Regions from separate parts of the Mus musculus genome. Here region 2 is linked to region 1. Evidence: chromatin contacts called from public Hi-C data. All regions are on one chromosome and are shown on one strand. Each heading gives the region's core, a stretch centred on a gene start, on an enhancer-like site or on the middle of the called end of the contact. The rest is flanking DNA. Distances are from core to core; before and after follow the strand shown. Region 1 holds the start of Stt3a (STT3, subunit of the oligosaccharyltransferase complex, homolog A (S. cerevisiae)). Region 2 holds the start of Hspa8 (heat shock protein 8).

Region 1 (2,742 bases), core at 78-2,577:
CTCTAGAACTGTGAGAAATAATTTATCTATGTAAGAAATTAAGCTAGGTTTTGAAGCCACAGGAGTTTGAATGTATGTAAAGTCCTCATGCTTATCTCCTTCAGATTAAGATGCCTGGAATTAGCTCCTCCTGCCTCAGACTCTGGGAGCACTGGCATCACAAGTGTGTGCTTTGCCGTTATTCTTGCTAAAATAAAACTACATGGAACATTTACTATAAAAACAAAAGAGAAGAGGTATTGAGTTAGGTCCTGGTGTAAAAACTGGTCATGAGCATTTTGAGGAAATGCATTATTGTAATAAGTACTGATTTCAATAGTTGGTGCTTCCCTTCATGGGAGAGGAAAAGAGAAGCCAGCGTCACTGGCACCAAATATGAATGGTATCTGGATGGTCTAATCTTACCGTAGCCTTTGGTTTGAGGCTTGTAAGGCATGGAAGTGTTCGAATTAGTACATCTGTTTATATGTATATATCGGAAAAGACTGGAGTTTGGCAGCTGAAACCCCTTCCTGTGCCCGTTCTCAGTACCATCCTCGGAGGGCCCGGGAGGAAAGGTCACCCTCGCAGGGGCCCGGCGATGCTAAGCTGCTCCTGATTGCCCAGGGCTAGCCGCTCCGAGCCTTGAGATAATTTCTGCAGGCTATTGCCGGCTCAGCCCGACTCGGGCGGTGACACCCTAAAAAGGCCTCCCGGGCCCTTCCATAAAGTCAGACCTGAGTGAAACGTTTCGGTGAAATTTGTCAAAGGTCCCTTTATCGAGGTTACTGCAAACACAGAAACAATTCTTGGGCTTATTAGTTGACACATCTTACACAAGGTGGGTTCGTGTGAACCATGGAGGCTGAGAGTTTTCACAACATATCTTCTCTCCTTTAACCGTTTAATAGGTAACGGGCCATTTCTACCTTAAAAAACAAACGGATCTGCAGCCCAACTTTTCCGGACGTGGTACGACTGCCGCTTTCTTTACGTATTTCCGCTTCTGCTCATGTGACCAGGGTACAGCGTCCACTCCTTCCTATCGCCGCTCCTTCCTGGTCCGCAGACCGACACGTCACTGCTCGGCTCTCAACCAAACTGTTCAGAGCACGCTCTTTCCGCGCGTTTCGCTTTCCCGCGCCGGCCTATCACAGTTCGGTGGGACTTCATAGTCACGCCTCTCAACAGGGTGAATGACAGTCACATTGTCCATTCAAAAGGAGGAATCCAGACTCGATCCACGCCCTCGAAATGACAGACAGAACCGTTATCCTGTCGGTCCCCTGAAATATACATCGACGGAGGCTAGCCAATGCGGAGCGGGCAGGGAGGCGGGCCTTGGCTGCTGTCAGGGTTGAGTGCGCCGCTGAACGGATGGCAGGGGGAGCAGAGTGGGTTCCTGAGGAGCATCCGTGAGGTGAGAAACTCTGGGGTAGCGCTAGAGGATTAGCGGCAGGTGCCGCGCGGGCTGTTGGCCGGCCCGAACGAGGTGCTGGACACAAGCCTGTAGAGGTGGGGAGCAGAGCCTGCCTGCGGCCTGGGCGGAGGAGGGGGCGTGGAGTGTGAGATGGGGACGTCCAGGCATTGGGGCACCAGACGATCTGAGGAAGGGTCTTGGCAGAGCAATGCACTCTGGCCATGAGGGCGTGGGGCACAGGATCCTGGGACTAGCTTGGAAGGGCCACGCGGAGTGTGCTGAGATAGTGGGTTCGAAGTCAGTGAGGGTGCACAAGATGACGTGGAAACGTATGTGGGAAAACCACCGAGGCTGCAGCCCTAGAATTTAGAGCTCGGGTGGGTCAAGGCTTGCAGACACAGCTGAGAAGCAGAGAGATGATGAGCAGATAAGAAAAGCGTCCTTTCCCTTTCTGTACCCTATCGGTGTGTGGAGATTGCCAAGAACGGTATGAAAACTCGCAGTGTTTAGCTTTAAAGTCCAGGTTTTAGCACTCTCGCTGCCTTTGCTTACTCTTCAGGTGTGTGGATCATATTAGCTCAGTGGTGTTTAGTTTCCATGTCACTTATCTCCTGAGAACAACTACAAACCCAAGAGATGGGACTGAGTTGTTCACTTCCCAGAATTAGTGCGTGATAAGCCTTCCCTTTGGAATTATAATTAATCACACCAGCCCAAACTGCTCTTTTGGTATAGTTAATTAAAGGAAAGATGTTAGACTTCGCAGTGTGAGTCTTCGTGTTTTCCATTTTGTCCAGTGTTTTCCTTTTGCAACCCCCTGGTCCCTGGAAAGAAGGGAACAAGATAATGCAGTTTCCCCTTTCCCAGCATAGTTTTGAACAGTGCTACGTTTTCTCAGTTGCCACACTCTTTGTTTCTTAGTCCTTAACATACCAATTGTCTATAATTGATCACCATTCTGAACTGTCTGCAGATTGCTTCCCTTACCACCATTCCAAAATTTATTCTGGTCTAGAAGAAACAAAATTATTATTATTATTATTGTAATTTTGCTCTAGATTTTCATCTGGTGCTCCAAGTTCTCTCTGGGTCATGAAATGAGTTACAGGGAAATAGACCTGAGCAGTAGTTACAGTTTGAACTTTGAAAATGAATATGTAGTGGGTGGCCTGAGTATATTTCTCTCTTGAGTGCATGGATTGAACTTGCATTAGTGACCACCTGCTCTTTAGTTGGCCAGAGAGCATGCACACTGGGATTTGGAACAGAAAAAAGCTTGTAGCCAATCAATTGAGGCTTAGATTTATAGCTGGAAATTATGTCTAGTCAGTCATGATTTCTAG
Region 2 (2,700 bases), core at 35-2,534, 4.0 Mb before region 1:
GGGTAGAAACTTTTTGTCTCCCCTTTGTATTCCACTTGGACCTTGGGCCTGCCTGCATCATTCACCACCATGAAGGGCCAGTGCTTCATATCAGACTGAACAACAGCATCATCAAACCTACGCCCGATCAGACGTTTGGCATCTGTAAAATATTAAACATACCTCATCACACTCCTTAGTGCCTATCACTGCAAAAAAAAAAAAAACCAAAAAAACAGAAAACAAAAACCTGCAGCACCCATCTAGATGGACGTAATCTCTAGTGCAGGAAGCCAAGGCCCATATTTAAAATCTTGTGGCCTTATATTGTCATATTTAAACAGTTGCAATCTCAGGCTGCAGTTATTAAGGCAGATCTGTTTCTACATTCCAAATGCCCTGCCCCCCAGCCCTTTTACTCATGCTAGTGGCACAAAGATGCTGGCGACTTACCAAAAACTGTGTTGGTGGGGTTCATTGCAACCTGATTCTTGGCCGCATCCCCAATTAATCTCTCTGTGTCCGTGAAAGCAACATAGCTTGGCGTGGTGCGGTTACCCTGGTCATTGGCAATAATTTCCACCTTTCCATGCTGGAAGACACCCACACAGGAGTAGGTGGTGCCGAGATCAATGCCAACTGCAGGTCCCTTAGACATGGTTGCTATTAGAAAAAAAAAGGAGGGGGGCTAAGCACTCGCTTTCCGGCTTTTATCCAGTCCGCAGTGGGTCTGGACTTGGTGACCCAGACCTATCACCTGAAGCCACGCGGCAGGCTCGTGGCAGCAGTGCTGCAGTATAGGTGGTCTGTGCCAAGCCTGGCACAGCCCGCCCAAGGCTCAAGGAACCATCTGTCCTAAAGGTCTGCGACAATGGTGGAGCACGTGGCCACCTCCGAGCGCCCCCCGAACCCCCCCCACCCGGACCGCGCACCGCGGGAGCCAGGATCCCCCTTTCCCACCTCGGGGGGCCCTGCCCTGTGGGCGCCGGGCAGAAGCCTTATATTTGAAGTCACAGACAGGATAAAAAGACCAGGGCGCCTGTGGCTCCCCTCCCCCGCCACGCGGAGCCACAAGGCCATGGCGGCGCCGCCCTGACTCAGCCCATCCTCCGGATCTGCTGCAGTCTCTGTCCCTGGTGGTGACGGCCTGAGCTGCAGCCGCCGCCTAAGAGACTCCCCGGGACTCCTGCACCACCCCGGACCCCCGCAAACCCCCGAGTCCCATGCCTCACCTTGTGTGTAGGCCCAGCTGCGCTGACGACGAGACCACACAAATGCCAGGCAGCTGCCTCCGCGTTCAATGAGACCGGTTTCCGCCCGCTTCCCTCTCTCTTATACCCTGTCTTAGAACCTTCCAGAAGGGTGCCGCCCCATCCCGCTGCCGATCATAGCTTCTTAGCCAATGGACGACCAGCCCTTGCCGACTGCACTAATGAAGAGCCAGAACGCTCGCCTAGGTCCCGCCTTCTCCCCGCCCCGCCTCGCGATGACGCACGACCGCGGCGTTCTGGAACTTTCACGCTCGCCCCCGCTCTGGGAACGGCCCGGGGGGAGCGGAGAAGGCGGGGCGCCGGGAGCCCGCGCGCGGGAGTCCTCTGTCACTCAGAGCTGCTGGGGGAGGGGAGAGGGTCGCCGGCGAGTGCGCGTGCGCGACCCGGCAGCGCAGGCGGGAGGGGGCGGAAGGATGCCCTGGGAGGAAGGCGGGTACCTCCGCGACGGACCAATGAGAGCAGCGTTCGGCCGGATCCCTACCTCTTGGGACCCCGGGCTGCCTGAGAGAAGAGCCTGAGGGAGGGGGAGTCCGGGAAGAGAAGACGGAAGTGGGGCGAGGACAAAATGGCTGCGAAGGTTGTTGCGCCCCTCCCCCACACGACCCTCGGTCCTTCTCCCTGAGCCCGGCGGTTTCCCGGCCTCGGGCTTGGTCCACCCCAGCCTGAGACTAAGGAGCACTGCTAGGCTTCTTGTTTCGTGCTGCCAGCTTGTGGGAGGCTAAGCCGCCGCGCTATCTCGCTGGCTTTCCCCACCCCTCACCCCCCACAAAATGGGACACCTCGATTCCCCCCCCCCCCAGTGCGGAGGCTCGATCTGCCTGGCTCGCCACATGTCCCCAGGATCGTTTGTGATCCTCTATCAAAGAAATGGCCCAGTCCTCTCTGCTTACCCCTGAGCCGAACGCCCCTCCCCACCTCCGCTGTCCCACAGGGGACAGCGTGACCTCTGTCCCCTCTCTGCTCCACCAGACTCATCAGTTAATGGAATAAATGTACGAAAGATAAATGTTTTTTGTCCCTTTGTGGGTGAGCTAGGCACTGGCATTCCTGGTTTCCGGCAGCCCCGTGTCCTTGATAGAGTGATCGCGACCTTTTTATTTTCAGTAACATGAGGTAATGTCTCTCCTGACTTGACTTTTACCAAAAATTAAACGCCCGGCCGCGCTGAGTCCTTGAAAACGTGACTGAGCCAATGGCCGGAGCGAGTGCTTAGACTCTGAAACCGCAGTGCCTGGAGGCTGGGCGTTCCGGGCCTCGTCACACCCGGCTCTCTAGCACTTTCCACGCGTCCTTTCAAATAGGCAGGGAGTGCAGCTCTTTATTAGTTAGATAGGTTGTCTTTTTATTTTTTAAAGAATACTGTTGTGGCGTTTAAATTGGAAGGTCTCCAGACCACGTGAGGAAGGCTAGCGGAAGACCGGGGACTCTTTGTCCTTGTCAAAAGCTAGTA

Evidence for each region. A called contact is a pair of places that touch in the nucleus more often than the background predicts.
Region 2: a contact with region 1 is called in a Hi-C map of CD8 T cells, with 13 times the contacts expected there. The contact joins the promoter of Hspa8 here to the promoter of Stt3a in region 1. A contact is called at or near these places in 1 of 39 promoter capture datasets (pre-B cells) and 1 of 484 Hi-C or Micro-C datasets (CD8 T cells).

What each region holds. Positions count from the first base shown.
Region 1 is chr9:36,766,207-36,768,948 of GRCm38.p6, reverse strand. Stt3a (STT3, subunit of the oligosaccharyltransferase complex, homolog A (S. cerevisiae)) reads left to right here and starts at 1,327. Exons shown (of 18, transcript NM_008408.5): 1 at 1,327-1,399. It overlaps Gm26787 (predicted gene, 26787), which reads right to left and starts at 1,062. Exons shown (of 4, transcript NR_166654.1): 1 at 909-1,062.
Region 2 is chr9:40,799,860-40,802,559 of GRCm38.p6, reverse strand. Hspa8 (heat shock protein 8) reads right to left here and starts at 1,284. Exons shown (of 9, transcript NM_031165.5): 1 at 1,212-1,284; 2 at 433-642; 3 at 1-142. The coding sequence starts at 637.